2 separate regions of the Mus musculus genome follow, and region 1 is linked to region 2. Evidence: chromatin contacts called from public promoter capture Hi-C data. All regions are on one chromosome and are shown on one strand. The core of a region is the stretch at or near the end of the contact, and the rest is flanking DNA. Distances in the headings are between cores, read along the strand shown.

What was found. Capture Hi-C pulls out chosen DNA fragments and counts their contacts.
Region 1: a contact with region 2 is called in a promoter capture Hi-C map of adipose tissue. The contact joins the promoter of P2ry10b here to the promoter of P2ry10 in region 2. A contact is called at or near these places in 12 of 39 promoter capture datasets (the 3T3-L1 cell line, 3T3-L1-derived adipocytes, the C10 cell line and 6 more), 1 of 15 datasets of contacts at CTCF or cohesin (pro-B cells), 44 of 484 Hi-C or Micro-C datasets (the 63-12 cell line, B cells, the C10 cell line and 23 more), 13 of 115 datasets of contacts at active chromatin or transcription factors (the 230-238 cell line, CD8 T cells, the HPC-7 cell line and 7 more) and 3 of 9 other capture datasets (adipose tissue, liver and macrophages).

The regions. Positions count from the first base shown.
Region 1 is chrX:107,147,195-107,151,286 of GRCm38.p6, reverse strand. It overlaps P2ry10b (purinergic receptor P2Y, G-protein coupled 10B), which reads right to left and starts at 2,360. Exons shown (of 2, transcript NM_001122596.1): 1 at 2,140-2,360.
Region 2 is chrX:107,087,347-107,091,010 of GRCm38.p6, reverse strand. It overlaps P2ry10 (purinergic receptor P2Y, G-protein coupled 10), which reads right to left and starts at 1,678. Exons shown (of 3, transcript NM_172435.4): 1 at 1,584-1,678; 2 at 1,279-1,453.

The sequences.
Region 1 (4,092 bases), core at 1,111-3,610, 60 kb before region 2:
CCTAGGGTTCTACAATTCAGCAAACATCTAGTCCCTACTAAGCTCCAACTTTGTGTTAAAAGTCTGCTGCTAGGGACACACGGATGATTAATTTCCTTCTTCCCTCATCTAGTCTCAAAAGCCACTTGAACAACTGATCTTTCTTCTCATTAAACTTCCTGGGTGGAGTGGGGGAAGGGGAAACTGTCTGGTGGCGAAAACTCCACCCAGAACTTTAAGTTTTCTGAGGACATCTTTTGTCACAACCCCACCAAAACTGTTTCTAAAGAGGGTCTGTCCAGGGAATGCTGCTGATTTCAGCCCTTCTTGAGGTTCCCAGAGCTTTGCAGCTTCTTAGCCTGCCTGGATTTCATATACTGGCCCCAGTATCAGTCACTTTGGAACAACTTTGCTATAGGAAAAAAGCCCCACCCATACTTGTGGTCAGGGAGATTAGGCAAAGCTTTCTCAATAGCAGACAGTATGGTGCCGCTTGGCAACCATAATATACACATAGTGCCATTCTGTGAGTCACGCTCATGTAGTCTACAGCTGTTAGTTTCATTTTGTTACTGGAAAAAAACAGTAGTACAATAAAGCATTTATCCTAAATTTTTACAGAAAAAAACTCCATTTGGACAATTTTTTAAAGGTGCTATTTACTATCTTCAACACTTCACTCTGGGGAAAATTAAATATGTACAAAATACACTGATTTCCTCATCTCAGGAGAAGGAAAATGTTGATGTAAATAGGTTTTATTTATATTTTCCTAATAAATACATTAAACATATTTTACTAAGGCTTACAATCTCACATAAAATCATGTAATTTTACACACGTGGATAATTTTACATATAGAAGGATCAAATTCCACATGTGAAATTAGCAGACTTTAAAAAGAACACGTTTTTTTAAAACCACAGAAGGAATTCCTTCTAAAAAAGACAGCAAAATGTTTGGAACGCCTTCTGAAAATGCTTCCCATGTTCTCAAATTAAAAATACATCCAAAGAAATGTTCATCGTAAGCTGAGAATCAGCCCCATTGAGACTCGACAGCTGTGCTAAGTTCTAGGGCTTGATGAAAATCCTTTTGTGCTATTTGAAGCCATCACATCCCACCGGAAAATGCATGCATGGAAAATGTCCCAATCTGAGAAAACATGTCAAGTCTCATCTTATGAAAAGATTAAGGCACTTAGATGCATTTACTACTTGAATGCTGCTTTAATTTGGTTGACACAAACCATGGGTTTAAAATTGTAAGTTTATTTTCTCCCGTTGGCTCACACTAACAAAAATGCATTTAATGAACCACAATCTCAATTTTAACACAGAATTGTTAGAAGCAATGTTTACTACAAGTCTGAACCCCTGGTTTTTGTCAGTGGCATGCTAAATTGTAGAGAAAGGAGCTTTCTATCTAGACAGCCACATTTCCTCTCAGAAAGCATGCAGCAGTTTCAGCGAACATTTTAACCACTTAAACTTATAAATAGATATTACCTCACTGAAGTCTCCATTCTTCATAACAATATATCCCCCCAAAGGTAAGATATTAGCAGACTCAGAATTAAGTTTTCAGTGGAAGCAGCAGAAAATCACACTGTCGTTTTCAATTCACAGAGGCTTTTTAGTTCTATTTTTGAATGTATGAAGAGAAAGCCAAGAACCTTACCCTTTCTACCCAGATATCCTGTAGTGAACTGCAGGCTTTTACAGCTAGAAGAGGAAGTAACGTAGTTTATTCAGCAAAACAGGAAAAAAAAACAAAATCGTTTACCTCTAATGGGAGGTAGAACTGTCTGTCAGCATCACTCAGTTGTTTGGGAAAGCCTTTGCCTCAGAGGATATTGTGGGCAAAGTAAATTCAAATTTTGGCTTTGATAAATTCAGAGTTTCCATGATTTGTACACTTCTTCAATCAGGAACAGAGTATCTGACTTTAATTTGCCACGTATTACAGTCGTTGTCTCAGTCTATTCTGAACATTTAAATTGTGGGCTATGCAAAAAGCCAGTTTAACTGTTAGAATTTTATTTACCATTGAAAAATCAATTCTTATGTTTATAAAATCCTAATTGCGTTTTTACAGAAAGCAGTAAGTATCAATTTTATATTGATTCCCCATTTTTTCCCATCATATTTAATTCCTTACCATGGCTTCTTTCTGCTGCAATCTTCCGGCATCTACTTCTTAGAGAAATCCATTCCCAGGACTCAGAAGGCTACTATCTAGCTAACTACACCACAGTTTCCTAAACTTATAAAAGATACTGTGCTTCTAGATATCATTACATCCCATGACTACAATGGCTAATGTTTCCATCTAAAGACATAAACGGTCATGTGCCTTTGCTATGGTACTTCGAAAGAGAATGTGTCAAGAATGCACTGAGCTTCCTGCTATGCACACGCCCAACTTATTCTATCATCATCTTTCTTCTTCCTTTTTTCCCCCCCTTTCTATGAGCATGCAGGCATATGTCTGAGTCACATATGATTTTCAGGCTGGCTATATGAGGTCAATATTTCCAAATTAGCTACATTTTGCCATATTGTCTGTTTTAGGAATTAAGCAATGGTAATAATAAAAACTTCTTTGGGAGTTAGGACAAATCTTATTGGTCACCCAAATGGAAGAATTTGAAATCACCAAAAAGGTGGTGATTAGTAAGGTCACATAAAAGAGATGACCTAATGTGTGATTTGTGGTCTTCTTTGAGGTTAAGAATTGTGTCTTCATATACTTAAACAATAGTAACACATTAAGTTCTTAAAATTATATTGTAAAGATATTATTAGGGTAGCTTTAAGCATATCTGGAGAAGAAGTGAAATGCCTGAAAAGCATTACAGTTTCTCAGAATGGATTGGTAAGGATCTCAAATACAACCTTTTAGGATTTTGTAATCTTATAGCCCCACTAAAATGGTTAGGTAGTAGTCACTTGCAGACTTTCATTTAAAAACATGAAGTAAAACAAAAGCAAAGCTTTGGAACTGAAAGTTCCTCCTTAGTGACCTTTGTTTTACTCTTTTAAAGTTTCAGTAACTAAGACACTATGAGGATCCCTGGAAATGTATTTTATTCTGTACCTTTCCCTTTTCATATAGCAGTTTCTATTTTCTTATATTATATCAGGAAAAGCAAATGAGGATGATGTTGCTATGAGGCATGAAGCCTCAAAAGGAAAAAAGAAGTAATTACCCTAAAAAGTAAAGCAAGCAAAGCCAGAATTAGTACCTGGATATCTTAGATTCTTTCCTATTGCTGTGATAAAATACCCACAAAAGCAACTTATGGGAGAAAGTTTTTGATCGGTTTTGTTTTGTCCTCACTCATAGTTTAATGTGCAATGCTCTAAGGCAAGGGAACCAAAGGGGCATAAGTTAGAAGTGACTGGTTATATTATATCCAAAATCAGCAATGGATGTGTGCCTTCCTCTGCACCTTTTCACCGTAATAAGCAAATTAGACTATTATCCTTTCATTCAAATGCACTCAGGGACTCAGAAGATAGGTAGCATGAGGCTAGATTTCTGACCAAATTACCACTCAAATTACCAGTACTTGAGAGATAAGAGTCCTTGTTCCCTGCCCCCCTTGAAACCTGATGAACCAGGCGACTGCTGGCTACATCTCTTAACAGGTTTTTTTTTTTTTCTTTCAAACTCCAATTGGAGGGACTCATTAGAGATTCTACCTCATACCAGTTAGAATAGCTAAGATTAAAACTCAGATGACAGCAGATGCTGGCGAGGATGTGGAGAAAGAGGAACACTCCTCCATTGTTGGTGGGATTGCAAGCTGGTATAACCACTCTGGAAATCACTCTGGCAGTTCCTCAGAAAATTGGACATAGTACTACCTGAAGACCCAGCTATACCACTCCTAGGCATATACCCAGAAGATGCTCCAATATGTAATAAGGACACGTGCTCCACTACATTCATAGCAGCCTTATTTATAATTTCCAGAACTAGAAAGGACCAACATGTCCCTCAACAGAGGAATGGATACAAAAAAAATGTGGTACATTTACACAATGGAGTACTACTCAACTATTAAAAACAATGAGTTCATGAAATTTTCAGGCAAATGGATGGAAC
Region 2 (3,664 bases), core at 429-2,928:
TTGTTTCTTGAAAGAACTAATGTCTTTCAAATCCTGATATGAACTTCAAGTAAAATTTTGGGATAATTTAATTAAAGTACACTGTAGAACTCCCCACCCAACCATTGCCCTGATTGTGGAAAATTGTCCATACTGTAGTTTCACAGCAAACATATCTGTGTTCTTTGTTAGAACCATGGCAAGAGCATCATAGAACCCCAAGTTATTTATCTCAAACACAGCCACCAAGTACCACCCCAAAACTTCCCCCAAAACTGTGCTTATTCACTTGGAGTTCTTTGTTCTTTCACTACTTGGATTTAATAGTCCATACAGTTCAAACCGAACAACTTTTTCAATTAGGCCCTAAAAAGAACTGTGTTTGACCAAAGAAGCAATTGGATTCAGCAAAAAACATTATAAAAAGCAACTGTCCTAAATTTATGGCCTAGATAATCCGTATAGTTTAGACAATTAGAAACCCTAAGTATATTTGCATAACGCCTACCCATGTACCCTGTATTTTAGTTTTGCATAAATTCTCTAATTAGTAACTATAACAATGACTCCCTGCATTTATTTAAACAAGCAAAACAAAAATATCCCCACTTGAAGAATTCTAAAAATCGAGACTCTCTTCTCTTGAGAAGCTGAGCAAAGTCGGCATCATTGTATGTAGACTAATTCTGGGATTATCCAAGCACACAGTCTGCCATGAAGAAATCCCTAGAGAAGCTGGTTTTTGACTCACTACTGCTAGCTCCACTCTAAAGTGCATTCACTGAAAAGATAAGTGTCTCACATTTGAACTCTGCTATCTCTAAGCATTGAAGTTAGAACAACAATGAATCAAGGAATACCTCTGAACAAACTTTGACAATCAAACGGGTCATAGGTAGTTTTATACTACTGAAAGACACAGTCTTCTGTAAGGAAAAATGAACATGTGTTTTAAGACACAGTTCATAGCTGTAATTCTGCCACTAATTACCTGAATGTTCTTAAGTGGCTTCATCTCACTGTCTCAGATAATTTGACTGTATCATAAGGAATTTTTATCTGTATAGACCTTTTAGCTCCAAAATAAATCATCAGACTGTCTTCCTTCATGCTAGAGAAAAAAAAAAATACTATTTGTCCCAGTATCTCTGTAAGCTAAGATTACCATTAAGAGCTCAAACCTAGATTATTTTTTGTATGTAACTAGATAAATTACACACAGCACAAGTTCAAATCCTCTTTTATTGACTAAGTATGTCAAATTGTTCCAAATGAGACTAAATGCAACACTGTACTTACCTTTTGTGGCATCCACTACTCCTTGTCAACTGTATAGAAAGCCCCTTTAGCAAGCAGTGAGTTGCATCACATCCTTCATACTGCTATTGTAACAGTGGAAGCTGATCACATTATACTTCACTTTGAACTCTGGCTAGACTGAAAGACAATCACATTTCTTCCCTCTGTAACAATCCTGAGATGGGAAACCAAAGACCATTTTATTCAAAACACGGCCTTCACATCTGCCCCAGTCCAGATCTTTCTTTCTCCACCAATCCTCCCAAACAGAACCACAAAGTTACAGGTGCTGGGCTAGAACTTACCCTGATGCTGAGCTGGGATAGAGTCTTGTATATTTGCAAAGAGATGAGAGTAAAAAGGTACAACTCTGGGCAGCAAGCACATATCCTGCTGATAACTGAAAGAAAAATAATGTTGAAAGAGGAAGTAGAGCACATTAATGTCTCACCACAGAAACCTTGCTTGCACAGAACGTAGGTAAGTCCCTTGAGCAGATGACGTTAATCAAGTGTGATTTCTTCTTTATTTCGTTTGTGCTGTACAAACAGCTAATACGTCCTTGTCTTCTTAACTGTTACCTACCTTATTTCCTTCTACCACAACTCGAATGTTTTTCTTACTAAATCCAGTAGGTTTGGGGCCAAGATAAGACTTCTAAGCCAAATATAAAGAAAATTTACCTAAGACCTGGGAAGCTGCTGCTCTTTGAATTTTGGGAGGCAAACTTCAAAATACATATCAAAACTAACAATGGGACTCTCTCAGTTTAAACTTTCCACTCAATCTAGATCATCCTCATCTCTATCAGTCCATTTCTAGATTCACATTTTAATGTGTACTTAACTTGTTTTGTTTATTTATTGTGCCTTTGCTATACTGAAAACTACATCATACTGAGAGCAAAGGCTATGTCTAGATTATTTTTGTACTGTACATAAAGTATTTTCACAAATGTTTAAGTGAAAAGTGTGCAAGTGGGTGAATAAATGAATTCTCAAGGAATGTACATGTAAGTAAAAGAAAAGTGTGATTGATCACAGATCTGCCTCTAGTGTAATAGGAGTCTTCACAATGATTCTTCACAATGTCTATGGAATTGTCAGAAATACGCAAGTAAATACTACACACATAGAAACAACACTTTCAGCTAAGTTTCAGAAAAAAATCTCAGAAACAAGGCTTACTTACAAAGTAGTACAAACCTCTACAGGCATGTGAAAGAACCACACTTAGACTTTGCAGCCTGCAGCTGCAACAAACTTTCTGGGTAATAACCATAGTAAGGAAGAAAAACATAAATACTTGTGGGTTAGGTCAAAGAGTAGCATTTTGATTCACAGATAAGACTGGTGAAAGAAGGAAATAGTAGACCACGTTTTTGTAGGAGGGCAACCTGGAACTGCAACAGCTCATTTTGCAACGAATGCATCTTAGAAAAGCAGAACCGTTAGAGATCTAGGTGGAGCTAGGCCCAGCACTCAGGGATGTCCAATAAAAAGTCACAGGGGCGTTGAGGGATGGAAAAGAAATGATTTTAGCATTAGAAACTAAGAGTCTGGGCTGATTGATGATAGGACCATGACTTGTGAGGATTGGCAACAAAATAGGGTATTCTTCCTGGCTGAACTATGTAATGAAACAAGCTTGACCTTGCAGTCCTCTTCTTAATTCGGATTGCATAGATTTATCCAGCTCCAATCTGTTGTTAATTTCGTTTTTTGATTTGGCATCCTTACTGAAAAGAGACTAAGCTGACAGGCCAACACACATCTCAGTCCATTTGGCAGTTCTTTTCTGTACTATAAATTATTAAATTGGCGTCCTGTTGCAAATCTGTCCCTTGCGAGTATGAGCATTGTGAGCCAGTTTTCTAAGGTATTATCCTTCTCTGAAAAATACATATGTACTTCAAGATCTGCTGAACTTTGAGGCCAAAGCCTGGGATAGAAGGAGAAAGAAATCCTTTCCTGACAAGTGACCAGTGTCACCACATACCACATTCATTTCGCAGACAATTTCTTAATGTTGCTAGAAGAAAAGCGTGGTTACTTACCCCACCTCTCTCTTGTATTCAAGTAGCCTTGCCTATCATCATCTCTAACAAGGAAAGGAACAGATGAGAAGTTAGTGACCCAGATCAGGCAAGGAAAAAAAATTAAATTCAGGAAATATGTAGGTCGTCTACAAGGAACAAATCTGTAGACAAACAAAAAGAGCTAACTTAACAAGCATCCCTAACTTACTAGTTGCTGAGTTCAGTTGCTGGTCTGTGTGTCAATATCCCAGCCATAATAATCTAAATTTAGGGCAGTTGTCACATCAACTTGGATGCTTCCTTTTTTCTTGGTTACTGCATCATATATATTTCCTACACTGGGAAAAG